Linked DNA regions of Capra hircus: region 2 is linked to region 1. A link is a contact called in public Hi-C data. All regions are on one chromosome and are shown on one strand. Each heading gives the region's core, a stretch centred on a gene start, on an enhancer-like site or on the middle of the called end of the contact. The rest is flanking DNA. Distances are from core to core; before and after follow the strand shown. Region 1 holds the start of KLF10 (Krueppel-like factor 10). Region 2 has its middle 44 kb from the start of AZIN1.

Region 1 (3,336 bases), core at 691-3,190:
GGCGGCGCAGGAAACGTGAACTGGGAATTGCCGCGCCGTCACCTTTCACCTACTTCCTGAGCCCGCGGGGCCCCCGCCCTCGCGACGGCCCGGGGGAGGGGCCGCGGGCGCCGCCGCCAACCGCCCGGCCGTGCGCGCCTGGGCCTGCGGGGAGAGGCGGGGCCGCGGGCGCCCGGCTCCCGGCGCGCCCGCCCCTTCCAGCTCCCCACCGTTCCCTTAGGAACCGACTGCGGGGCCGGGCCTCGCTCCCGCCCTGGCGGAGGCTCGGGCTGGGTCACTCGGGGACGAGAAGCTCCCCCGGCGCATCCGTTCCCGGCCCACCCCCCGGCCTCCGCCTCAGCTGCCGGAGGAGGAGCCAGGTCCCCGCGGAAACCCGGCCCCCGCCCTCCTCCGGCCGCAGCCCCCGGGGACCCGGCCGAGCCCTCGGCGCTTCCCGCCCACGGGATCTCAGACCACCCCGACTCGCCCCGAAGACGCGGCGCCCCCCCCGTCCCCACGGTTTCCGGCAGCTCTGGCCCCCCCAACACCCCCGCGCCGAGCCCAGCATCTCCACGAGTTCCCAGACGTGCAGCCCCCAACAGGCCCGGTTCCAGGCGCGCGGCCCCACGGCCGGCGGCTCCCGCCTCGGAGCGCTGCCCCCGCGTCTCGCAGCCCCGGCTCCCCCCCGCCCACCTTCCCCACCCCGATGCTGGGGTCCCGCTTCCCATCTCTTCCATCTACTGTCGCCAAGGAGGCTCCGAGGTCCCCTCCCCCGCCAAGGCGTCCTCTGGAGGAGGCCACCTGCCTGCCTGTTCCGGAGATAAGGGAGTCCCCTCCAGACGTCTGGGGTGGGGTAAACTCCCCGGGCCCGCGTGCCATCCCCTTGCACCCACGCCGGGCGCCCCTCCCCACAGCACCCCCGCTATCTGCTGGGTAGCCCCAGTCCTGCAAGCCTCCGTTCAAGACCCCCCGAGATGGGGAGTCCCCATCTCCTCTCCGGTGGACTCCCCACCCCTCACATGCCCTAGAGCAGCCCCCTCCCAGCCTGGGGCGCGTTCCTTATCCAGACGGAGGCATCTCTTCCCCCCGGCGCCAGGTGCAAGGTGGCCCCCTTATCCCCCCCTCCGGTACTTCCACGCCTCCTAGTCCCGCTGACAGGGCAGCCAGCCCCCCCACCCCAGTCTCCTCACTCTTCCCGCCCCTCCAGTCATCCCACCCCCCTCACCTGCTTCCAGTCTCCCAGCGGAGCTGTTCCCTTCCCCTCCTACACCTCGAGCGAGACCCTCTCTCACTTCGTCTCTAGCTCCCAGCCTGCTTCTCCAGAAACCCCTCCCGTCCCCCGCTCCGCTACACACACGCCCTCACCAATGCCCAGTCTGCAGGCGGGAAGCCCCTCTTCCTCTTCCACGACTCCCCTGCAACCTCTGTCCTCAGGCGAGGCTGATGTCAGGGGCTCGGGGGTCTCCCCGGACGCAGCGAGGCAAGAGAAGGGCTTGGGGCATCCCCAGGTGACTTACCGTAGCCTGCTGGAGAGAAGCGCCGCCGAAGTTGAGCATGGTTGGCTGCCCGGCCGCCGGCGACGAGCTGACTGGCTGCAAGGCTGTCTTTGGCTGCCTGGCCACAGACGGGCGCCCGGAGACACTCGACGCCGCTCCCGCCGCCGCTGCGCTCCGCGCCGTCTGCCCCCCTCCCCATTCAGGTAGCCGCTCCGCCTGCCCCGAGCCGCGGGCGGGGGTGGGGGCGGAGCCTGGGGCCGGCCAATCAACGACAAAGGTGTGTGAGGCGCCGGCCAATGGGCTCGCGGGGCCACGCGTGATCAGCGGCTGCCCGGCAGCGTGAAGCTTGTGTCAGTGGAGCGTGTACACAATCCCCTGGCAGCGCGTTTCCCCGGGCCCAGCCCGAGGGAACTCCCGCCACCACCTGACTCTGTGGACGCGGCCCCCACCCCTCACCCACCCCCACTCTCCCTCCCCGGCTTGCAGTCCCCTTCCCTGGGCCGGGGGTGGGGCGGCGCCAGGAACCCGAGCCCAGCCCGGAGGCGCGGCCGCCGCGGCGCGCCCAGGCTCTCCGCGGAGAGCAGGGCCCACGTGGGAGGTGGGGAGGGATGCCCGCTCCGCCCATTCCCCTCCGCGGGCGAGGTCCCATCTCGGGCCGCCGCCGCCACGGGGTGGGCGGGACGCCGGGTGGCCAGGCGGGGGAGGCGGCGGCTGCAAGCCAAGGGTCCAGAGCCAAGAGATTTGCATTTGGAAGCGCCCCGTCCTCTTGCGCGTCTGGCGAGAAAGGAGAGCCTGGTGACCGACCGAGCTGCATTTCTGGAGCATTTGCTGGGTTTTTGCCTCGCTGAAGCATGAGTAGCACCAGGGAAGTGGAGGCGAGGGAAAGGGAATCCTGTCACCGAGCGGACACCTGCTCCTGCGCCCCCCCGCCCACGCCCGGGCCGCAGGCACTGGCTCGCCCTCTCCATCTGCCCTGCCGGCGGCGTTGCCCGCCCCGTCCGCCCCGCCCATCCTTCCTCCAGGGCTGTGGAGAGAATGGTGTGGGGACTGCAGGAAGCCCCGAAAACTAGACCAGTGCGGGTGCTGGGGAGCCATAGGCCAGAGTTTTTTTTTATCCTTCTCTGGAACCGACTCTCAGTTGCAGAACCGAGTTTTGAGCTCGGTGTAAAGTTTAAATTGCAGTCTACAAGCTGTTTCAAAGGTAGGCCCTACCCCCACACCTACCCTGGGCCACGGCCTCCGGAAACGCCCTGCCGGGAAACTGCTGGTGGTGATGGGAGGGGCGGGGTCTTCTAGGGTCACGAGGCGCTAGCCAGGGCAAGCCAGGGAGTGGGTTGCCTTGGGAAAAATGAAGTCGCTCAGTCCTGCCCGACTCTTTGCGACCCCGTGGACTGTAGCCCACCACGCTCCTCTGTCCATGGGATTTTCCAGGCAAGAGTACTGGAGTGGGTTGCCGTTTCCTTCTCCAGAGGTCTTCCCAATCTAGGGGTCGAACCCAGGTCTCCCCCTTTGTAAGCAAGACACTTTACCGTCTCAGGAAGTCACGAACCCCCCTGCACTCGATCCCGCGAAAGCCCCAGCCACACCTCCACAGCCCCCATCCCGAACCAGGTCAGAGGCGGTCTGGGGCCTCCGGACTGCGAGCCTGTGGTTCTGCTTTGGCTCCTTGTCGGCTCCCTTTGGGTGATAGCGCGGCTTAAAACAAACTTAAAGCCACTCCTTGGGACTGGCTAACCGGGGGCAGAAGTCACTGCCCTTCCCTCCAGCTGCCTCACTTCTCCGTGTAACTGAAAGGCTGAGGATGTAAGTGTCTTTTCTTTCCCAATAATCACAAAATGAGTATAGAAAAGGAATAAACTAG
Region 2 (3,154 bases), core at 384-2,883, 140 kb after region 1:
TGTCAGCCACAGCTGCAGGAGCCATCCTGCCTTGGATGGCTTTTATTAGCTGGTCTCTGATGCAAATCCTCCTTTGTTCAGATTTCAAATACTTTCCTATTCTGTTCTTTGATCACACTCTGTATTGATTTCCCTCAGGGTTTCTCAACCCCAACAGCACACTGAAATTACCTGGGGGTGCTTTAGAACACACAGATGGTGAAGCATGGGCCCCCTTCCCACCAGGTGATTTCACCGGTCTGGGGTGTCCCAGGCATCAGCATTCTTTTACTGGGGAGCCAGGGGTGAGAGCTGCTGATGCAGATGGTCACCATCGAGAGGGTCCAGACTCAGAGTAGGGGGCCCCAGGCCTGAGAGCCGCACTGACGAAGATCTCCAGGAGCAGTTGGACGCCCCAAGGCTGGAGTTGAAATGTGTTTCCCAAGCATCCACTCTGCAGCTGAGGCCAAAGTTTCCAACAGGAAGGGTGGGTGAGGCTTCTGTTTGTTTCCCAAGAGCCAACTGGCCTTTCAAACCAGTGATAACCACGGGGGAACCTCACCAGTGGGAGGACCAGGCAATGATAGGAACTGTAGCCATTTCCCGTTGACAATGCCACATGGCAGCTGGAAGGGGCCCTAGGTGGAGGTGCACCACCTCCTGTGACACTCACTGGTCCTCAGAGGTGGAGGAGGATCCAGCTAAGGACAGACTGGGAGTGCCAGGCAACAGGACCTCTGCTTTCTTATGGGCAAAATGGAGGTGATGATTCCCACCTCCAAGGTTCTTCAGAGCCTTGGGATAAATCACCCCAGCATGGGGGTAGTTTTCAGTAAGCATTCTTTTCTTCCTGTTTTGCTAGGAACTCATACATTGAGGGAAAATGTCCCTATCTGGGCCTCTCAGCTTTCTCAGCATCTGTCCACAGGAGGACCCTGAAACCCTAGTCAGGGATAAAGGAAGGTCAGGTTGAGGAACTTGGCAGTGGCCCATCTCCTCCAAGGGAAATGACATAGATTAACAAGGGGGTGCAGATATATAGCCTTGAGCCTGGGGAGGATCTACAGCTCCAGAAAGAATTTCTTGACAAAGGGCAACTTTGCCAAAAGGACGCATGAGAGTCTGTGGAAGTGGGAGATTAATCCTGAGCACCCGACCCTGTCACCACCAAGCAGTGTTCCCATTTGACAGCTGAGAAAACGGAGGCCGAGTGACACTCAACAGCTTGGTGAAGCAGCCAGACAGCAAGTGGCAGAAAGCTGGGACTGGAATCTGAAAGACCAGCAGTTAAATGTAGCGGGGCTAGCCCTCCCGCCTTTTGATTCTAAGATCCTGGGTTTTTTGAGTTTTTCATATCAAGCCTTGTTAGCAATCAGAGTCCTAGAAAGGCCACACTTGAAAACCTAGAGCTGAGGCATTTAACCCAAGGAGAAGGTGGGTCACTGAAATGCTGGTGCACTCTTCGCCCTTTGAATCCTCACTACCAAGAAGAAAACTATGAAGGGTAACCAGTGTTGGTTGGTCTCGATGCGAGCCTACTGGGAGGTGGATATCGACTTTTCCCATTTTACAGACGAGGAAACCGAGCAGGGCCGACGTTGGGAGTCGACTCTGGCTGTGTTCTGACGGCATAAATTCCTTCCCCGCTCCCCCTACGGCGGACCCGACTGGTGACCCGGCCGCCCTCCCGGGCCAGACTCCCCGCGGCGGGTTGGCCCGGGGCGCGGCGGGGCAGACGAGCCGCGGGAACCGAGGCGGCGCGCGCGCGCACGCACACACGCGCCGGGGCGCAGGGCGGGGGCCGCGGGCGCCGGGAGGAGCGCGCGTCCCTTCCCCCTCCCCTGGGAACCCGCGCGCGGGAGGGCTTGGCCGCTCCCCGCCCCGACCGCCAGGTGCCCAGAAACCCGGCCGCCTCCTCCCGCCCCCGCGCCTGTTCCCGGCGCAGCCCTGGTCTCGGCGGTCACGTCTCCCCATCCGGCTCCAAAGTACGAGTCAGCCGGCGGCCCGGCCGACCCCGCGGAGGGGCGGGGGCAGGGGAAGGGCGGCGCCGGGGGCGGAGGGGGGCCGGCGGCCGGGGCGCGCGAGGCCCTCTCCGCCCTCCCGCGCGGCGCGGGCGGGTCTTGCCAGGAGCCCAGCCCGGCCCTGGGGGCGAGGCGCAGGCGAGGTCGCCGCGGCGAGGCCGCCGCCGGGCTGGGGCGGGAGGCGGGGCGAGGGAGAGGCCCGGCGGGGGATGCCAGGAGGCCGCGCCTCCGGAGCGGCGCGCGGGCCGGTGTTGCTGGGGAGGAAAGCGCGGCCGCGGCCCCGCCCGGAGCTCCGCGGGCGCGGCGCCCTCTACTGCTGCGCTGTAGAACTGCACCGAGCCTCCTGCCCGAATCTACAGCTACGCCGCGGCGACTGCGGAGGGGGAAGACGGATCTGTCTAGTTCATTGATATTGCTGGTTAATTAAAGATCGCCATTCTCTTAAAGAGAATGGACTATAAAGAAAGCTGAACGCCGAAGAATTGATGCTTTTGAACTGTGTTGTTGGAGAAGACTCTTGGACTGCAAGGAGATCCAACCAGTCCATCCTAAAGGAAATCAGCCTTGAATATTCATTGGAAGGACTGATGTTGAAGCCGAAACTCCAGTACTTTGGCCACCTGATGCGTAGGGCTGACTCATTGGAAAAGACCCTGATGCTGGGAAAGATTGAGGGTAGGAGAAGGGGACAACAGAGGATGAGATGGTTGGATGGCATCACCGACTCGTTGGACATGAGTTTGGGTAAACTCCGGGAGTTGGTGATGCACAGGGAGGCCTGGCGTGTTGCAGTCCATGGGGTTGCAAAGAGTCGAACATGACTGAGCGACTGAACTGAACTGATTCTCTTAAAAAAATAATAATAATTAAAAAACGAGTCCTGAGCACTGGAGGAAAATTTGGAAACGTGGAGGAGAAACAAATATTACTCATATTGCCTGGATCAAGAAACGCTCTTGAAATTTTACTGTCCGCCCTTTCAGAGCTTTCTATCTGCTAATCTGTGTGCACATCCTTTATAGAATTTTAAAAATACAGTTTTGTCAGTTTTGTGAACATATAGGGGTTGTGTTGTTCACTACCCTCCTCAGTGTCTAGGAAATTGTTTAGCAGTGTTCTGGGTGCTCAAAAAACAATTGTTGTTTCTACCAACA

The links. Hi-C and Micro-C count contacts between places; a contact is called where the count stands out from the background.
Region 2: a Hi-C map of blood shows a contact between it and region 1, with 10 times the contacts expected there. The contact joins the enhancer-like site here to the promoter of KLF10 in region 1. A contact is called at or near these places in 3 of 5 Hi-C or Micro-C datasets (all in blood).

The regions. Positions count from the first base shown.
Region 1 is chr14:20,407,632-20,410,967 of ARS1.2, forward strand. KLF10 (Krueppel-like factor 10) reads right to left here and starts at 1,941. Exons shown (of 4, transcript XM_018058329.1): 1 at 1,497-1,941. The coding sequence starts at 1,535.
Region 2 is chr14:20,545,883-20,549,036 of ARS1.2, forward strand. No RefSeq gene overlaps it. Among named protein-coding and RNA genes, the nearest start is that of AZIN1, 44 kb to the right of the region's middle. Within about 2 kb of position 1,634, at least 4 of the 5 cell types and tissues checked have an H3K27ac peak or open chromatin away from gene starts, as enhancers often do.